Regions from separate parts of the Mus musculus genome. Here region 1 is linked to region 2. A link is a contact called in public promoter capture Hi-C data. All regions are on one chromosome and are shown on one strand. Each heading gives the region's core, a stretch centred on a gene start, on an enhancer-like site or on the middle of the called end of the contact. The rest is flanking DNA. Distances are from core to core; before and after follow the strand shown.

What was found. Promoter capture Hi-C pulls out the DNA fragments that hold promoters and counts their contacts.
Region 1: a contact with region 2 is called in a promoter capture Hi-C map of liver, with 2.8 times the contacts expected there. The contact joins the promoter of Mrpl10 here to the promoter of Kat7 in region 2. A contact is called at or near these places in 3 of 39 promoter capture datasets (hippocampal neurons, liver and pre-B cells), 1 of 484 Hi-C or Micro-C datasets (B cells), 1 of 115 datasets of contacts at active chromatin or transcription factors (astrocytes) and 1 of 9 other capture datasets (liver).

What each region holds. Positions count from the first base shown.
Region 1 is chr11:97,038,121-97,045,027 of GRCm38.p6, forward strand. It overlaps Mrpl10 (mitochondrial ribosomal protein L10), which reads left to right and starts at 3,462. Exons shown (of 5, transcript NM_026154.3): 1 at 3,462-3,532; 2 at 6,408-6,577. The coding sequence starts at 3,481. Lrrc46 (leucine rich repeat containing 46) reads right to left here and starts at 3,249. Exons shown (of 8, transcript NM_027026.2): 1 at 2,963-3,249; 2 at 2,747-2,852; 3 at 652-760. The coding sequence starts at 2,984.
Region 2 is chr11:95,306,924-95,314,170 of GRCm38.p6, forward strand. Kat7 (K(lysine) acetyltransferase 7) reads right to left here and starts at 3,323. Exons shown (of 15, transcript NM_001195003.1): 1 at 3,112-3,323. The coding sequence starts at 3,126. It overlaps Gm11520 (predicted gene 11520), which reads left to right and starts at 3,493. Exons shown (of 3, transcript NR_155298.1): 1 at 3,493-3,530.

The sequences.
Region 1 (6,907 bases), core at 2,212-4,711, 1.7 Mb after region 2:
TTTGCCTACCTCTGCTTCCCAAGTGATGGGACCAGAAGCATGCGCCCCCACACTTGGATCTATATTTATTTTAAGAGTTCTGTGTGGCAGACTGGGACTTCCTATGTAACTTAGGTAGCCTCGATCTTGTCAGTCTTCAGTGCTCAAGGACTGGGGTGACAGGCATATGCCACCCCCCCCCCCAATGGGAACAGGCTTGAGCCTGAGAGGATCTTCGACAGTCTAGAAGGCCTGGAATCTAGACCAAGAGAAGTGTCCGAACATAGTGATTCTAAAGCTCGGAGCTCTTGGTAAGGTGGGGTAGGAAATCAGTCTTTATGCTGGTTTGTTTGTTTTGCTTTGTGTTTTCAAGACAGGGTGTCTCTGTGTTGTCCTGACTGTCCTGGAACTCACAGAGATCTGCCTTGCCTCTGCCTCCAAAGTGTTGAAATTAAATGTGTGTGCCACCAACACCCAGCCAGAAATTAGTGTTTCAATTCAGGAGAATTCCTGATCCACTTGGGAATGTTCTCCTGGCCAAAACACCAGAAACGCAAGGATGAGCTGTTCAGCTGTTTTCAGATTAGACAAACTAGGTTCACAGCAGGGAAAGGACAGGAAGCATGAGTGTGTGTGCGTGTGCGCGTGTGCTGGGGGTGGGGGAGACTTTACCGATTGCAGGTAGAGGCTGTGAATATTCCGGAGTTTCTCTAAATTCCCGATACAAGTAATCCCTTCCCCGTCCAGGCGGACAGTCTCCAGTTCACCGAGAGTGTGAAACCTAGAGGAGAGTAAACAGGGTTCACACCTGTGGTCTTCAATAGATGATGGGAGGGAGGGAAGAGGAGACGTGTCTCACTCAAGGAAAGGAAGAGGGTAAGGGCTGAGTGGCTTTGAGATGTCAAGGACAGCTTCGTGACACCAGTCTAAGTCATGAGACTGGCTGGTCTCAGACACGTGGCTCTCCAGTGGTGGCGCGGAGAAAGCCAAGCACAAGCTGACAGGGGCCTTCTGGAAAGCTGCTAGGTGGCTGTCCATGCTTCCTGGAGATTCGGAACAAGAGCAGCTTTCCTAGGATGGTGGCGGCAAGGCTGGGGTGAGGATAGATGCAGAAAGACTCATGTCTCCTGGCAGAACCTTTCTCCCTTTCTAATGGCTATGGAAAGAAATCACTTGTTCTATCCTTATGCTCATTATTTCCAAATTTACTGAGTGTCCTCGGGAAAAATGACGTAGGCCCTCGGCCATCGTTATTAGGGAGTCCAACAAGATAACTATGACAGGTGGATGCCAGAGGCACAAAAGTGGGTACATGGACCATGTACCAACTCCACACTGGGGGCGTCAGGAACGTCCTAGAAGAGGTGACCAATGCATAGGCAGTGAGAGGCGGAAGGGGGAGGGGGACAATGCCGTGCATGCATGTGCTAATCCAGCTTGTCTTGAATTTGCATATGCCTGCGAATCCTTTGGGTACTGTAAGATGTGGATTCTAATTCAGTAGGTTTGAGCGGGTGTCCTTCTTTCTTTCTGGTAAAGGCAAAGAGCTTCGTGTAACCCTGGGTGGCCTCAGACTTTCTGTGTAGCGGTGGGGAATGAGCTTGAACTTCAGATCTTCCTGCCACGACCTCTTGAGGGCCAGGATTATACCACAGCCAGGTTATTGTGGTTGTTAGCGTGTGTTAGTTAGGTTATGTGGTTGTGTCCAGTGAGCTATATCCCCAGTGGAAATTCATTTCTAACAAGGCAAGCTCTCAGGCGATGCCAAGCAAGACTATGCATGGTATGAGTGCTGGAGAGAGGGCTCAGAGGCTGAGAGCATCACTGGCTGCTCTTCCAGAGGTCCTGAGTTCAATTCTCAGCAACCACATGGTGGCTCATAACTATCTTTGATGGGATCTAGTGCCCTCTTCTGACATGGAGGCTGGAATGAATTGTACACATAATAAAAAAAAAGAATGTTAAAAAAAAAAAAAGAAGCCGGGCATGGTGGTGCATGCCTTTAATCCCAGCACTCGGGAGGCAGAGGCAGGCGGATTTCTGAGTTCGAGGCCAGCCTGGTCTACAAAGTGAGTTCCAGGACAGCCAGGGATACACAGAGAAACCCTGTCTCGGAAAAAAAACAAAAACAAAAAACAACCAAAGAAAAAAAAAAGAAAGAAAAGAAAGAAAAGAAAAAAAGAACATGGTATGAGGAATTGCACACTTGCAGAATGTAGCTGTAAATAAGGTTGGTTAATGCTATTTGGATTTTACTCTGGCTGTAGTAGGTTGTTGAGGAAGTTTCTACCAGGGAGTAATTAGATTTATCATTTATAACAATCAATGGTGTAACAGCAGTATGGGAAGGCCAGACTGGGAACTGGGCGGAGAATTTTGAAGTTTGCTAAGAGGTGAGGTAGTGACCTCCAAGGCAGCTGAGGATGTATGAAAAAAATCGTCTTCAAGAAGTAAAAACCGCTGGGTGGTGGTGGCGCACGCCTTTAATCCCAGCACTTGTGAGGCATTGGCAGGTGGATTACTGATTTCCAGGACAGCCTGGTCTACAGAGTGAGTTCCAGGACAGCCAGGGCTACACAGAGAAACCCTGTCCCGAAAAAAACAAAACAAAACAAAACAAAAAAAAAAGTAAAAAAACCAACCGGAAAGTAATACTGATTAGTAAGTGGAGTAAGTAAGGAGAGAAAGTTTCAAAGTCAGTACAGCTCAGCAACCTGGACGTCACTGTTCCCGCCTTCTATCACCCCTTTCTCTCCTGTCCACTCACATCTTTTCTGACAGGTCTTCATCTCCAGGGAAGGTCAGGTTCCGCTTGGTGATAAGGGCTTCAGTAATGTGGACACCTTCCTCGGTTCTCTGGGCAGCTTTCTTAGCTGGGGAAAGATGAGCCTTTTGTCGCCTTGGGTTCATTTTTTTTTTTTTTTTTTTTTTTTTTTGGAAACCCGACCGACCTCACTGTTGCCCAACTGTTCTGTCAACTCACCTTCCTGCTCGTCTCCTGGCATGATCTAAAATAAACAGCGGCTGCTTGAGGCAGGTAGATGGACGAAGGCGAGCAGAGAAGCTTAGACGGTTGGGCTGGTTGAACCCAGGTTGGAGGGAAGACTGAGGAGACAAGGGCAGGGGGTTCTGAGAATTATTGGGGGTGCGGTGGAAAATAGGAGTAAATGGGAACGAAGGATCTGGAGTTAGAGGTGTGTAGCGTGGCTTTACTGGCCTTAAACTGAAAGGACCAGAAGGAATAGAAAGAACCGTTCCTTGAGGTCTCGCGTCGTTGCTAGGAGACTGGACGCCAGGTCTGACGGAACGGGGGGAGGGGGGGAAGAGGAGAAAGAGGCCCAGCTCCACGCATGCGCATAGCGGCCCTATCAGGCGCCACGCCCACTATTTCCGGGCCCGGGTTTTTGTTTTTTTTTTTTTTTTTTTTTTTTTTTTACTGCTGCCCCACAATCCTTAGCTACTTCCGTCTCCGCGCAGCGCGCATGGGAACTTCCTGTAGCGATGGCTGCGGCGGTGGCCGGGATCCTCCGTGGAGGTCTCCCGCCCCGGGCGGGTAAGGAGTGGCCCAGGGCCTCCCTGCACGCAGGATGGCGCTCTCTAGCCCTCGCCACCCTCCTTTCCTTCTGACCTTTCCCGTAATCTCTGACCGTCGACAGCTCTAGGAGACCCTGCCACTAGCCGGATCTCTGATTTGACTGGGTCATTACCTGCCGGTGACATCCCTTCCACAGCCCCTCCCCCCAAGCCGGGAATCACAGGACCTCGCTTTGGATTTTTCTAACCCTTCGCTCAGTTCTTACTCCTGGTCCCGGAGAGTCCTTTCCAGAAAATTTATGTATTCCTTCTTAAGGTCTTAGCCCAAACACAGATTCAAGTCTTCTCTCAACTACCCTCTCTCCATAAAGAGCAGGTTCTTTGGTGAAATTTACTTTTATCAATTCAGTCTAGTTTTGTTTATGCACGTGTCTCGTCTGATCTGTTAAACTTCACTGTGTCCATCTCAGCTGTGGTGTCTGCTGTTAATAGGCATCAGGCATTTAATGGGTAAATTTGACACCATACTGTAGGATTGTACTCATTGCTTCAAAGCAAAGGCACCTTGGGAGGAAGGCATTATTTTTATTTTTTAAAGAAGTATTTACTTTCTGTAAGTGAGTACACTGTTGCTGTCTTCAGACACATCAGAAGAGGGCATCAAATCTCATTACAGATGGTTGTGAGCCACCATGCGGTTGCTGGGAATTGAACTCGGGACCTCTGGAAGAGCAGTCAGTGCTCTTAACCGCTGAGCCATCTCTCCAGCCCCATCTCATCCCAAAGGCACTCGTAACAGCTCTTGTGGCCCTTAACCATAAAACCTCTCACCCTGGCAATCCTCTATATTACCTGGAGTCTTCTAGCTGATCTTTTCCCTACAAAACGACGCTATTGGTCTTTATGTTAGGGTTGAAAGAGTCACGTTGGCTCAGAGCTTTGAAGAATGTCCTTGGGTGCAGAGGGGACCTTCCAAGCTTTTCCTATTATCATCATTTTGTGCTATTGGGCACAAAAAGGTCAGAAGGCAGCTTGCGTGCCTCTTTTTCTTTTCTCCATCATAGGGGGATTCCAAGGGTTGTGTTTAGGTTGTCAGAGTTGGTGGGAAGTGCATTTATTGCACTGGATTAGTCGTCTCGCAGGCCTTAGTTTTGCAGTTTGAGTCAGGGTCTCATTAGTGAGGCTGATCTTGAACTCGGATTTCAGGTATTCACCATCTGACCTGAAGAAAGACTCCTTTGGGCGAATTGTGAGGTTGTTGTGTTTTTACCCCCTACTTGCTTCAAGTCATAGGAGCCTCAGAGCCGTGGGATGAAGCCATCATTAGCACGGGAAGAGTTTATTAAAATACAACTTTTTGGACCCCACCACCGAGTTTCAAATTTTATAGGTTTAGGGCAGGCAGGAAAGTATGTGCACTCCCACACAAAGCAGATGTTGGTGTCTTGATGGAGGTCTTTGTGCTTCAAGAACTGCTGCTTTGAGTGAGGACTGGCATGGTTGGTCATGGTGGTGTTCTTTCATTTGCTCTGTTTTTCTTGCTTGCTAGGGATGGAACCTCGGGCTGGGCAGGTAGACCAGTTCTGTACCTCTGAGTTGCAGTCCCAGCCCGGATGACTGTTTTATGAATAGTTTTACTGGAGCACGGTCTCTTTGCTTTACATATTGTTTGTGGCTGCACTGGTTTCTGGTTGGTTAGTTGATTTTTTATGTCTTAGTACCCCCAGCCAGCCTGAGCCTGGAACTGAGAGATGCCTCTATCGCCGAAGCCCTACGAGTGAAGATGTGCACTGCCATGCCCAGCTTGTTTCTTCATTTTAAAGAATACTATCCCACAGTGTAGCACTGACTGGCATAGAACTCAATGTGTAGACTACTCTGGCCTTAAACGTGGGGCAGCCCTCCTGTTTTCTGAGTGCTAATTTATATGCATGTTCCACCATACCTAGGATATTATTATTACTAATTTATTTTGTGTGTTTTGATTGCACATATAAGGTATATTACATTTCTGCCTGGTGCCTGCAAGTGTCAAAAGAGGGCTTTAGCTCCTCTGGAACTGAAGTGACAGACAGGTGGATGTGAGTCATCATGTGGGTGCTGAGAAGTGAACCCAGGTTCTCTGTCAGTCAAAAAGTGCACTTAACCACAGAGCCATCTCTCCAGCTCCAGCCACGTCCAGGCTTTTATGGCTGCTTTTAGCAGGGTTGACTGACAAACTATATGAACCCCCAAACTTAAAATATTTATTATTTGGCCATTTAAGGAAAGCGTTTTCTCAATCATCTCCTCATATGCTTTGATTATTAATTTAGGCTCTGCTTTGCTTTTTGAGGTGGTCTTGTACCTGGGACTGTTGTCTTACTAATGGCAATTCTGCCTTAGCCTCCTGAGTGAATTACAGTGTGCATGCTAGTCCTGGTTCTCCATCTCCCTTGTACTTTTAAAATACTTCATCTTGTAAAAAAAAACTTTTAAAATTCTAGGGCTGTACACAAGGAGGACCTGTGGAGGAGGACTGGATCTGTGGTCCACTTGGTAAAGTGCTTGCCAGCGCGCATGGGGCCCTGGATTTACCCCAGCAGGCTTAAAGCAGGCATGGTGACATAGACCTGCAGTCCTAAAGGCAGCACACGGGTGGAGTGGGCAGTGAGTTCAAGCCAGCCTGGGCTGTATGAGATCCTGTCTAAAGACAAACAAAAAGCAACAGTAACAAAAACCTAGAGAGAGGATTGAGCCTCTGCTAAGGTCACCCACTAAGAGGAGAAGAGAATTTTTTTGTGCCATGCCTAACTCTGTGAACCGTGCCTTTCTCTGTGGAGGTGGAGGTGTCGGTTGAAGACAAGCGAGGTCCTCCAAGGGGCTGTGTCTTATGTTGCCATCTCCCCTTGTAGCTTGGCTGCCCACCCTCCAGACTGTGCGCCATGGCTCCAAGGCTGTGACCCGCCACTGGCGAGTCATGCACTTCCAGCGGCAGAAGCTGATGGCTATAACTGAGTATATTCCTCCCAAACCTGCCATCAACCCGAGATGCCTGCCACCTCCTCCCAAGCCCCCCAAGGAGGTAAGGGGCTCAGTGCGTGTTACTTGGTGGTGGGCTCATGAAGCTGGACTCCAGCCCTGTGGCTACTCAGATCAACAGTTCACTTTCTGAGAGACAGAGTGTGTGTGAGAATGTATGTACACACTTGCCACCGCTCATGGCAGAGGGCAGCTTTCAGGATTCAGGTCTCTCCTAATACCTCGTAAAGTCTCCTGTTTCTGCCATGCTGCATGCTCCACACTGGCGCACGGCTTCTGGTGAGTTCTCCTGTCTCACCACAGGAGCTGTGACTACAGATGTGTGAAAGCACACCAGACTTCCTTACGTGAGTCCAGGGGGTGGATATCAGAT
Region 2 (7,247 bases), core at 2,073-4,572:
ATTAGCTGGGCATGGTGGTGTATGCCATTAATCCTAGGAGTAAGAAGATCTCTGTGAGTCCAGGGCAGCCTGGTCTACATAACAGAGTTCCAGGACAGCCAGAGCTACAGAGAAACCCTGACCGGGGTCATTTCAAAGTATGTTCTTGGGGCTGGAGAGATGGTTTGGTGGTTAAGAGCATTTGCTGCTCTTCCAGAGGACCTGGGTTCAATTCCCAACATCCATGGCAGCTTACAACTACCTGGAGCTCCAGTTCTAGGAGCTCTTTTTTTTTTTTTTAAGATTTATTTATTATTATATGTAAGTACACTGTAGCTGTCTTCAGACACACCAGAAGAGGGAGTCAGATCTTGTTACGGATGGTTGTAAGCCACCATGTGGTTGCTGGGATTTGAACTCTGGACCTTCGGAAGAGCAGTCGGGTGCTCTTACCCACTGAAAGAAATTAACCAAAAAAAAGATACAAATTATTTTCTTAACCATCAGTCCTCAAAGTTTCTCCACATGGATGTTATAAGTGCTGCTGGAAAGGAATTTATACTAAAAACTAAATAGGTATTCAAACCGGGCTTTTTAAAAATTAGATTTATTTTACTGTATGTGTGAAAGTTTTGCCTGTATATTGATCTCATACACGCCCTCGGAGGTCAAGGGAGGTTGTCCAGTCACCTGGGACTGGAGTCATAAGCGGTTGTGAGGCTTGAAACAAGGTGCTTGGAACCCAGTCCTCTACAAGAGCAATGAGTACTCTGACCAGCTGAACAATCCCTGCAGCCCCACGTGTCAGGTTCTCAGAAAAACGCATGCCACACCCTAGCCATAACTCTCGGCCTCTGGAAGGGTGATGAGCCATGAAGATTACTTTACCTAGTAAGCACTGACACGTGCTCTTTTCTAAGCTGGACAAAGAGTACTTGCTGAAATCACTACAACTCCTCAAACTCAGTCCTACTATCTTTGGCAGGAAAAGGGAGTGGGACAGACGAAGGACTGAACTCAGGGCTTCCCGGCAGTAACCACACCCCACTGAGCTATAGCTTAGTCCCAGGCCCCAACGCTTTATTCAAAGAATAAGCTCCCTGGGGCCAAGTATGTTTGGAGTTACTAGATTCTTACAGAGGACACATATATCCTGTGATTAACAACCCACACTAAAAACATTAATATTTTCTAGCAAACAGAAATTTAGTATCACACTACATGAGGCATATAAAAAAACTAAATAACCTAAGGATAGATTAGGACAGATTGGCCATCAACCAAGTTACCAACATATTTACATTTGGGTTTTGTTGGTTTTGAGATAGGTTCTTGCTATTTAGCTCAGGCTGGCCTGGAATTTATTATATAACCCAGGTTTGCCTTAAGCTCAAGATGAGCCTCCTGCCTCAGCCTCCAGGATGCCAGAACTACAGGTGTGTATCACTATACCCAGCAAGAACTTACATTTTCTTCTTCTTTTTGAGTCAGGACACCCCAGCATATCAGCCATGTGTACCTCAAACTATAGAGATCCACCTCCCAAGTGCTGGAATTAAAGGCTTGTACCATAACATCCAGGAAGAATTTACATTCTCCACTTTTACATTTGGAAACTGCTAAAAGGAGACTAGATCATTCCAACAAACCAGTAGGTCTGTCTCTTGTATTTGGTATGCCTGGATATAAATACTACCTGTCGAGCTGATGAGATGGCTCAGCAGGTTAAGAGCACTGACTGCTCTACCGAGGGTTCTGAGTTCAAATCCCAGCAACCACATGGTGGCTCACAAACACCTGTGCCCTCTTCTGGTGCGTCTAAACTCAGCTACAATGTACTCATGTATAATAATAAATAAATCTTTGGGCCTGAGTGAGCAGAGGTCCTAAAAATTCAATTCCCAACAACCACATGAAGGCTCACAACCATCTGTACAGCTACAGTGTACTCACATACATAAAATACATAAATTAATCTTTTAAAAAAATACTACCTGTCAACTCTGGTCATTGCAAGAGACATTAATGTAAATATTTAACTTGGAAAGCTTCCATGAAGAGTGATCTCTGCAGAAATATGAATACCAACCGTCTATCCATCCAAATATTTCATTCAAAAATCTGACCACAAGTAAATAGAGGCACAGAATGTCACTAAAAGGCAAACTTTAGGGTCATCTCAGCCAAAGACCCTGACACCCGTCCATGACCTATCAATTCTGCCTGGCTTAACCCTGAAAATCAGCTCTTTACTTATTTCCCACGTTAACGGCTTTCTTACAGTGTATACAATTTCAAGCAGAGACTGTATGAACTATGGTTCTTTGTGTTCTTCTCTCAACAGCGATAACCCTTTAAGCCAGTGATCACGCATACTTTTCGAATTCCTAGCAACTAGCACGTAACACTGCTCTTTGCATTTTACGACTGAACATATGGGGCAAATGTCATACAGTTCAACAAACATTTACTGACCAGGAAATGTCAAACTGAACAAATAGGTGGAAGACGGTGACTGAGACGCAACAGGCCTGCGAGCTATCCCTTGGGGGTGGGCGCTGGCTTTCTAACCACCCATCCTCGGCTTTGTTGTAATCCCCCCACCAGGAAAGGAAAGTGGTCTTCCCAACTCGCCTTTACAACACCTATCGCCATCTCTATCCGGAAGGGCGGGGCGTTGGTCGCCCCAATCCAGGCCTTGCTAAGCCGCACCCGCCACAAGAACAGACTGCAAAGCTGGGCCAATAAAGAGAAGGGAGAGCATTCGCCACAGCCAGTCGGAGAGCACCGGGGCCAGACCGAGACACCGCCCACGCACGCGGGGAGGTGACCGTTGGGCCCAAACAGGCGGCGTCACCATCCAATCAATACGCTTCTAGACATTTCCGCGACCAATTAACAAGAACGCCTCCGATCCGGGCAAGCAGAGGGCGGGAATAGTTACAGGCATAGGCCGAGGCCAGGGTCGGGCCCACATTTTTCTGTCTGGTACCGAGAGGAGACAGAGTAGCTAGGCTAGGTTCGGGGGACCAGAAAGTTGGAACCCAAGCACGACGAGGCGTGGCCAACCGCGTCACGTTACTCAATCGACTCCCCTTAGAAACCCGCCATCCCTTCTCTGCCATTTCTCACCTTCCTTCGCGGCATTGCCGGCGGCTGCAGCCCGACGGTTCCGATTCGGGCGGCGGCAGCACCAGCAGGAACGGGGGCTCCGGCGGGCTCCGTGGCGGCCTCTGTAGCTGTCCCAAACCCTGCGGACGATCCCAAGTGCCTCCTACCTCTCAGCGTCTAGAGCCTTCTGCGCAAGCGCCGCGGGCTGGAAGCGCCTATTCCTTAACTTCCGGCTGAGGCTTGCGTCACCTGACCTTTAGGCCAGTGAGGATCATGGGAAGCTCGAAACTCTTAGTGAGGCCAGTCAGCGCCATTTTGGAATTGGGCAGGAGACGGCACCAGTGGTGAAACCTTCGGCTAGACCTTTTTAGTTAGGTAGGCGGCATTCGTGTGGGATTAGGTAGCCATGATTGTTTGGGGCAGAAGTCTGGCAGTTGAAGGTAACCGTTTTCATCTTTACATTGGGCAAACTCTTCCTTCCTCGTCGTTTTAATTTGTGGCGTGGAGGGAGGAAAACCCCAGAATCCATCAGGTTGTCGATCTTTAACTCTTTCATTTCCTAGTCGGCCGAAGGACGTTTCCGTTCATTCTGTAAACTCCGAACTGGCAAGAGATATTTTGCCCAAGGAACTGCTGTAAGAGCTATTCCGTGTTCCGGAGTGGTGTGAATGGGGCTTGAATAAAGGATTGACAGGGTCGTTGTCGGTCTTGAAGTGGGGTAGAGTGTTCTCTTTATGCCTTGTCCTTGCGTTAAGAGAACAAGAAGTAAGTTATGAGATGATGCAGAGCCATTCTCAGGATGCCGGAGCGCCAAAGAATTTCCAGTTTATCTCTGTTGTGAAACGCCCCCGGCTTATCAGTGCTCTGCTTTGGTTTGAGATCTTTGGGTGGCCCGGAGAGGGGCGGAGGACGTGGTTTGAATGTGAGGGTGCTGTACCAAAAGTCGGAGAAGTGTTGAACCTCATTCAGCCCGTGTGACCTCTGTAGCACAAATGCAAGAGCCAAGAACTGAGTGGAGAGAGAAATAGTATTTTGAAAGACACTAGAAAGGGAGTGGGTATTCAAGTAATAATAAAAGGCCATAAGAAGAAGAAATTAAGACTAGAAGAAAGAGCTATACGAAAAGTCTGGAACCAGGTGGGGGGGTGGGGGTGGGGGTGCATGCTTTTTGAAGCAGGCAGATCCAAATCATGAGCTTACGGCCAGCCTGGTCTACATGGCCAGTTCCAGGCTAGATCCTGTCTCGAAAAAGAAAAGTCTGGAAAGTGGTTTGTAGGCCTTGAAGTTTTAGCCTCAGAGGACTTGAAAGAACCAAGGTGAACCAAGAGTGACTTGCTGGAATCAAAGCAACCTCAGTAATTACCAAGATAGAATTCTGGTTCCAGATTTGTGTGTGTGTGTGTGTGTGAGCTGAGCACGCACTCATGACCAGGTGAGTGCTCAGAGGACAACTTTGGGGAATAGATTCCTAACTTCCACCTTTGTGGTGTCTCTGGGATCAAACTCGGGTCATCCAGCTTGCTGAAAGAGCAAGTGCTTTTATCCCCTGAACCCCCACAGGCCCCTATCAGAATTTCCATTTGAGGCTGGCTAACCTGGAGAGAGGCTTTAAGAACAGAATACAAACCTGATTGACATGCTAAACAGAGGACTCTTCGGAGTTAAAAAAATTCCAGACCCTTAGCCCACATTCCCTGGGGCTGGGGGTGGGGAATAGCTTAAGCCATTGTTGACGCCATTAGCATTCGGTATTTTGCTTTTAGTACTTAGTATAAATACCTTTTAACAATCTTTGTGAGTTGATTTGCACATAAAAACTTGCTTGAAAAGGGCTCAGATATTTTCCTTTGTATTATTTTAGCTCTCTCGTGTTTAATCCATTCTATCACTGTTCTTTTCACGTAAGGATATGTTCCTGGGGCTACTCTGGAATGTTCTAACTCCCTAACTAGTGCTAACAGCCTCTTATATTTGAATAATATCCTTTTAAGTTGGCTTGTGGTGACACACATCTGTACTCCCAGTCCTTGAATCAAAAGCTTGATTCAGTTTAAGGTTTTCAGCTACATGGTTCTAGGTCAGCCTAGACCGGATTCATCTTCCAACCCCCTGTAATTTCTTTTCTGTCTTCAGAAAGACTTTCCTGATTTACTGTTTGTAAGGTAATAAAACATGGTGACATTATTTTTCAGAAACTACTGCATATTTTCAAACGTTGGTAGATATGTCCCCCCTCCATTTCCCAGCCAATAGGAACACAGTCCCTACTCCTCATTATCAGCTTCACTAGAATTGAGTACAAGGCTTTGATGTCAGATGCAGATCAGCTCTGTCTTTTTTTTTTTCTCTCTGTGTTGCTCTTGGATGGGTTTTTTTTTTTTAAGATTTATTTACTAATATATGTAAGTACACTGTAGCTGTCTTCAGACAACTCCAGAAGAGGGAGTCAGATCTTGTTGCGGATGGTTGTGAGCCACCATGTGGTTGCCGGGATTTGAACTCTGGACCTTCGGAAGAGCAGTCGGGTGCTCTTACCCACTGAGCCATCTCACCAGCCCCCTTGGATGGGTTTTTAAATTGACCTAAGTTTCTCATCTTAAAGTGTTTGTGCTAATGACCAGCTGACTAAGTGGTTGGAAAGAATAAAAGAAATGAGTGTTTTGAAAGACTCAGCAAGTTCCTGAGATAGAGTAAGTGCTTGATGTATGGCTCTTTGTTTGTTTGCAGTCTCTCTAATCATGACTATAGCATCCTACTGTTTGGTATTTTCCTGTGGTGTCAGTGGTCACTTCTATCTATTTAGCTCACTTCAGCTTTAGAAACCTAGCAATTACACAGACATCATGTTATACCAAGATGGAGAAAACAGCATCTTCCCTCAGTGGAGCTATGAGTTTGAGTTGTTCTCAAATGCTATGGACTACTAAAAAAAAAAAAAAAAATAGAAGGACAGAAGGATCCACCGGGACAGAGAGGCAGGCGGAGCATTTCGTCTGAAAAGTAGGAAAAAGATGAAAGGTGAATGAAAAATTTAATAGGATGACAGAAACCAGGGGCTTTCCATGCAAAGAGTACAGCATGTTGAGAAGCTGAGGTGTGGAGCAAGCGTCCTGTCTGGGGTAACTGACTTGGCAAGGGGGAGTGAAATGGTTGCCAAAATGGTGCTGGGAACCAGTTCCTGCAGAGCCTTCTGTACCTGGGTTGGGAGACTGGACTGGAGGGGCTAGGCTGGTACTGAAGTACTTTAAGCAGAGACATTCCGTGATCAGACTTGCAGTTTAGAGATTTACTTCTGGCAGCTTTTAGAGGAGGGATCAGAGAAGCAGGGAAGCCCAAAGTAGTTTAGTTCAAATGCTGCTGCAATCTGCGCCCAAGACGAGGGCTAACTAAAGCAGACTGGGATGGCGGGGACAGTCGCATGTGCCTTTGTAGATGGTTTTTACTTGTATCTGTGTCTCATCTCCTCCATTACGTTTCTGAGTTCTCCCCAAATAAAAAGTTCCTCAGTTTTCCAGGACTGGATGGCTCATTGCTTAAGAGCACTGGTTGCTCCTCCAGAAGACGAGGGTTCAATTCCCAGCACCCACATGGCAGCTCACAACTGCCGGTAACTCTGGTTCTAGGGGATCTGACACACAGACACATTCAGGCAAAACAGCAATGCACATTAAAAAAAAAAAAAAAGTTCCTCAGTTTCCTTTAAAATACACAAAAAAAAAAGGGGGGGGGTACTAGGTCATATTAGGCAAAGAGGAAGGACAGCATGCAGGCAGAGTCTGAAAGAGGGTATAAGGCTAATTTTTTTCCTAGTTTTAACTCTGCCATAGTTTTCTTTTTTCAGTGGATAAGCAAGTAAGAAACTGTAGCTGATAATGAGCATGATAAACTCTAAGCCACGTTCCCTCGCTTCCGAATAGCAATTCTAACCGTAAGGGAGCTCACTGAGCTCTGGAGCAAGCTTGGGACTCAGCAAGTGTTTGAGTAGCTACTGTAATCTAGTTGCATGATGTTTTATTTGTGAGTTCATTACAATAAAGTGAGTTTATTCGAAGAAATCCAGCCGGGCAGTAGTGGTACATGCCTTTAATCCTAGCCCTTGGGAGGCAGAGGCAGGCAGATTTCTGAGTTCGAGGCCAGCCTGGTCTACAGAGTGAGTT